2 separate regions of the Sus scrofa genome follow, and region 2 is linked to region 1. The links are chromatin contacts, called in public Hi-C maps. All regions are on one chromosome and are shown on one strand. Each heading gives the region's core, a stretch centred on a gene start, on an enhancer-like site or on the middle of the called end of the contact. The rest is flanking DNA. Distances are from core to core; before and after follow the strand shown. Region 1 overlaps LAMA3 (laminin subunit alpha-3). Region 2 overlaps LAMA3 (laminin subunit alpha-3).

The links. A called contact is a pair of places that touch in the nucleus more often than the background predicts.
Region 2: a Hi-C map of liver shows a contact between it and region 1, with 2.7 times the contacts expected there. The contact joins two enhancer-like sites. A contact is called at or near these places in 1 of 5 promoter capture datasets (liver) and 8 of 47 Hi-C or Micro-C datasets (alveolar macrophages, embryonic fibroblasts, liver and 2 more).

What each region holds. Positions count from the first base shown.
Region 1 is chr6:108,672,641-108,675,340 of Sscrofa11.1, forward strand. It overlaps LAMA3 (laminin subunit alpha-3), which reads left to right. Exons shown (of 75, transcript XM_003482042.4): 21 at 1,357-1,499. Among named protein-coding and RNA genes, the nearest start is that of LAMA3, 130 kb to the left of the region's middle. Within about 2 kb of position 1,376, at least 2 of the 83 cell types and tissues checked have an H3K27ac peak or open chromatin away from gene starts, as enhancers often do. A contact at or near this core is called in liver, where this site is marked.
Region 2 is chr6:108,778,073-108,780,772 of Sscrofa11.1, forward strand. It overlaps LAMA3 (laminin subunit alpha-3), which reads left to right. Exons shown (of 75, transcript XM_003482042.4): 63 at 2,619-2,700. Among named protein-coding and RNA genes, the nearest start is that of TTC39C, 80 kb to the right of the region's middle. Within about 2 kb of position 1,274, at least 7 of the 83 cell types and tissues checked have an H3K27ac peak or open chromatin away from gene starts, as enhancers often do. A contact at or near this core is called in liver, where this site is marked.

The DNA of each region.
Region 1 (2,700 bases), core at 126-2,625:
CTTCAGACCCCAGACTCTTCCTAATAGATCCCCTGGCTCCCAGGTGGCAATGCCACCAGCCGTTTGCCCTCTGGGAACTCAGTTGGAATACATTGTGATTTTTTTTTTTTCTTGTCCTCTGGGACACCTTTCCTACACCCACCCCTCCATGGGAGTCAGGGGCCCCCACTGTGTATTCCTGAAGTAATCTATGCCTCCTTTCAATACCCCTGTCCATGCTGCTCTGTATTCTCTTCTGGTCTGTAACCCCTCATCTCCCCGTCCCCACAACTGGGGAGCAGAAGCCATTCTGACTGTTGTCACTGCCTTGTCCCCAGAACCGAGCTCCAGCCCTGACACATAATGGGCCCCGTAGATAATCATAGGACAGGAGAGTGAATGCAAGTCTTTGGAGTAAACATTTCTTCTAAAGAACAAGCCTCCAATGGACTTAGATGCTACAGTTCTACTTGTTTCTGACCCTTCTACACAGGGTCCTCCACTTGTTTAATGCAGAAGAAAACAATGCATCCTGAAAGCAAACAGGAAACAATTTTTTCTTATTTCAAAGTGAATGCCTGTTCTTCAACAGAAATTTTTTTTTTTTTTTTTTTTTTGGCCTCTGCACATGGAGGTTCCTGAGCCAGGAGTTGAACTCTTGCCATAGCAGTGACCATGCCAGATCTGTAATCACTAGGCCAACAGGGAACTCCAGACATTTAAAAATTTAAAATTACATATAAACAGGGAGTTCCTGTCATGGCTCAGTGGTTAATGAATCCCACTAGTATCCATGAAGATGCTGGTCCAATCCCTGGCCTCCCTCAGTGGGCTAAGGATCTGGTGTTGCTGTGAGCTATGGTGTAGGTCGCAAATGAGGTGTGGATCCCATGTTGCTGTGGCTGTGATGTAGGCCAGCAGCTACAGCTCCGATAGTCAACCCCTAGCTTAGGAAATTCCATGTGCTGTAGGTGTGACCCATAAAAAAAAAAAAAAAAGACAAAAAAATTACATTTAAACAAAAAAACAGAAAGAAAAATATCTTAATATCTAATGTGTTGTATAGAATACTTCCTATGTGCCAAGAACTTTTCTAAGCCGTTTACACGAATTAACATATTTAATAAATTTTAAAAATCACTCACAACCCCAGCAGTTACTGCCAACACCTTTGTATCTTTCTAGTCTATTTGATACATAAATATATGCATGCATGCCATTATTTAAAATAAGATCAGTAAATCTGATCAGTACATATGATCAGTAAACCCTCTGAAGCTTTTTCAGATGTAAACTGAATGTTCAAAGCTGAATATCTAATACCAGAACACTGACTGCTAGGAAAATGCCCTCAGCAATTCTTTGTGTTTCTGATAGGTGTTGCTCAAAGCAAAGAGATCATCTTCCAGCCGAGTAAGGAGCCAGCCTTTGTCACCGTACCCGGAAATGGTTTTGCAGACCCGTTTTCGATTGTACCAGGGACGTGGATTGCTTGTATTAAGGCAGAGGGAGTCCTCCTGGTAAGAGATGGTTCTGAGAGAAGCTTCCTCCCCGCTTAGAGATGGTCCATCCACAGTGACCCACAGTGACCAACAGACTGAAAACTCCTAGTTGATTCCCTTGTAAACACAGGAACCTATGATGACATTTGCCCTCCCGGGACATAACAACATAGGAATTAAAATAGCTCTTATATTCTTCCAGCCAGCTTTCATAGGCCCCCCAATTTTTTTTTCAACTCATAATGACTCAAAGTTATCAAAATAAATGTGAAACCTTCATGAGCATATGTCCCAGCCTTTCAAAAGTTTCTTTGGGGGAGTTCCTGTCATGGCTCAGCAGTAACTAACCCGACTAGTATCCATGAGGATGTGGGCTCAATCCCTGGCCTCGATCACTGCGTTAAGGATCTGAAGTTGCTGTGAGCTGTGGTGCAGGTCGCAGACTCGGCTCGGACCCCTCGCTGCTGTGGCTGTGGTGTAAGGGCCGGCAGCTGCAGCTCCAATTTAACCCCACGCCTGGGGAACTTACCTATGCTACTGGTGCAGCCTTATTTTTTTTTTTTTTTTTTTTTTTTTTTTTTTTTTTTTTTTGGGCTCTGCGCTATGGGTTCCAGCTAGGGTTATGAGCTGTAGCTGCAGCTATGCAAGCCACAGCAACGGGATCCGAGCCGTCTGCACTACACAACTCACGCAACGGATGTTAACCATGACAAAAAAAACCTATGGTTATCGATTCGTTAACATGCGCACAGGAATCCGGCAGCCTTAAAAAAAAAAAGTTTCTTTGGGATTTTTTTCACCAGGAATCAGAAGGGCATTAAAAAAAAAAAAATCAACCTCAGAATTCCCTGTGGCTCAGTGGGTTGAGGATCCAATGTTTTATTGCTGTGTCTCAGACCACTGCTGTGGCATGGGTTTGATCCCTGGCCCAGGAACTTCCACATGTCATGGATGTGACCAGAAAAAAAAAAAAAAAAAAAAACAGCCTCTCTGGGAATTATGCAGAAGAAATCAGAAGGAGCTGGGAGAAAAGAAGGACCTCAAGTCAGTGAAGCTCTTGGTGGTGGGAGGAGAAGGGAGAGGCTGGAAGGGCTGGTGCTTCTCTGTAACTCACTTTCTGCCTCCTTCTGCCTTGACTGAGGCAATAGCAACACCACAGCAGATGGCCTTGGACAAAGAGCTCCTTGCCAGGGGAAGGGCTGTGTCCTTGCACATTAAT
Region 2 (2,700 bases), core at 24-2,523, 110 kb after region 1:
CATGATCTGGGGCCTCTAGCAAAGGTCCTCAGACCCTGAATCCTGGGGCAAACATGGAACACTAGGGTAACAAGAGTTACCAGAGTAACAAGAACACCCCAAAGAATAGTGGAAATGAATCTTTCATCCTACCATCTCTGCTGTAAGCGTCTGTTCTGTGGGAGAGAGTCACGGTCGTTCCCAGTGCTTTGGGTACACAGCTGTATAAGTATGAAGGGCAGGGCTTTAGGTCACACTGGCTTATACGACATCCTGACCATGCACATCCCAGTGCTGTCACCTTCCTGCTGCATGACCCCATGCAGGTCACTCAGCCTTCCCAAGCCTCCTTGTACATCCGTTAACATGGGCATAGTGGTGGCCTAACTCACAGAGCGCTGGTGAGATGCAGGGTAAAGGGGTTAGCACAGTGCCAGGTACCTGGTAAATGCTTAATCATGTCCGTGAAGAAAACGTCTCCCTCCATGGAGTTCCTGCTGTGGCACAGTGGGTGAAGAATCCAACCACAGTCATTCAGGTCACTGGGGGGGCATGGATTTGATCCCTAGCCCAGGAACTTCCCTATGCTGTGGGTGCGGCCGTAAAATTTTTTAAAAAGAAAGAAAATATCTGTCTCCAAATGTTATTGCGAGGATCGTATAATAGTATCTCACATAGAATAGGTGCCCTGTACCTGTCAGCTGCCTTTCTTTCCCCTTTTCATTTCTGCCACCAAATTCTTCCTTCCTATGCTTTCTGGAAAGAAGGGATTAGGAGATGTTGAAGGGTCTAAAACATGTTGAAACCAAGAGAGAAGAGATCTAAACAGACAAGCTCCCAGAATGGATATGAACTTTCTTTCTTTTCTGAATCAAGAAGCCAACTTTATAAAACAATCAAGTTCATGCTGCAATGCCAGTTAGGATTTGTTTCTTCTTTTAAAAGGGAAAAAGAAATTTAATTTTATGCATAGTGCATGTAGCTCAACTGTTTATAATGAATTGAATACAAAGGAAGGCAGACACCTTCCCATTTAGAAAAGTGAGCTGCTCTAGGGGTTTATAATGAAGTCAGCTTTATGTTTTTCTTATTATGACATTTGCTTAAGAAACACAAATATTTGCCTGGACTTCAGTCACTTGCTGTATGTTAGTGTTTTACATGATGTCGGCTCCAGGCAGATCCAAAAGTCAGATCAAAAGAGAAATGCCAAACAGCCACGTAGGAGGAGGCGCTTTAGAAGTTCCTTCGTTATAATGATGCACCATCTGGGGGTAGTTATTGACTCTGCCATCACAGATTGAGTCCTTGCTCTGTACTGGGCACGCTTTGAGTACATTACACATATTCTCTCGTTTAAACTCACAGCAGCCCTGGGGAGCCGATTACCGCATGCCCATTGAACAAATGAGAAAACAGAGCAGAGAGAGAAAGCAGCAGAGACAGGACTCGAACCCAGGCAGTCTGATCCAGAGCACGTGGCTCCTCTCAAAGACCCTTCCTCTGTGTTCATGGCTACGTGCCACAGAGGGTTCCAGGGCCTTCACAGTGACCTTTTGCACACTTAGGAGGTGGTGGATACAGCATGTGAGGCCAGACAATGCTTCCCATTGTCCCAGTGGGACATTGGGACATTGATTAAATCCCAAGCCACATTTTTTATCATTGCCTAGAGCCAAAAAGTAACATTTGTTTCCTCTGAGCTAACTTAGAACCGGAGAGGGAAAGAAGAGCAAAAAGCTTTCTAGAGTATTTCTGGTCCCAATAAATGACTTATTTATTAGCTTACTAATATATTTATATAAGGTTTATAGTATATGAATTTATTAATTTACTTTTTCATTTTTCAAAGTTTTATTGAAACATAGTGGATTTACAATGTCATAATCATTTCTGCTGTACAACAAAGTGATTCAGTTATACATGTACACACATCCATTCTCTTTCAGATTCTTTTCCCATAAAGATGATCAGAGAATATTGGGTAGAATTCTCTGTGGCTATATAGCAGGTCCCCACTGGCCAGTCATTCCACTTACCTTTTTTTGCTTTTTAGGGCCGCACTCGTGGCATATGGAGGTTCCCAGGCTAGGGGTCTAATTGGAGCTACAGCTGCCAGCCTACACCACAGCCACAGCAATGCCAGATCTGAGCCCCGTCTTCGACCTACATCACAGCTCACAGCAACGCTGAATCCTTAACCCACTGAGTGAGGCCAGGGATCGAACTCACAACCTCATGGTTCCTAGTCGGATTTGTTTCTGCTGCACAATGATGGGAACTACTACATATGCCTTTAATTCACGATGCACCACCATGACTCCAGGCGGGGGTCGGCAAGTAATTCCAGATCATGTACCTTATCTGTGTCGATACATCATTTGGGGACCCTGGCCATTCTTTGGTCAACATTATTTGCATTCCTTTTTAAAGCCGAAGATTCAAATCACACTGAAAGGAAGTAGATTTCTTTTAGCATCACAAAATAAGGGGCACTCTAGAAATCCCAGGAGAAGAGATAACCATGAAACATCTGCCTGATAATAAGAGATAGTAGGGAGTGAGTGTAGTGTTTCAGCTCCAATTCCCAGTCAAGCCTGCTCTGGTCCATCTCTTCCTTCTCTTGAATCCCAAACCAGGTTTAACATTTCTACACCGGCTTTCCGAGGCTGCATGAAAAACCTAAGGAAGACCAGTGGTGTTGTTAGATTGAATGATACA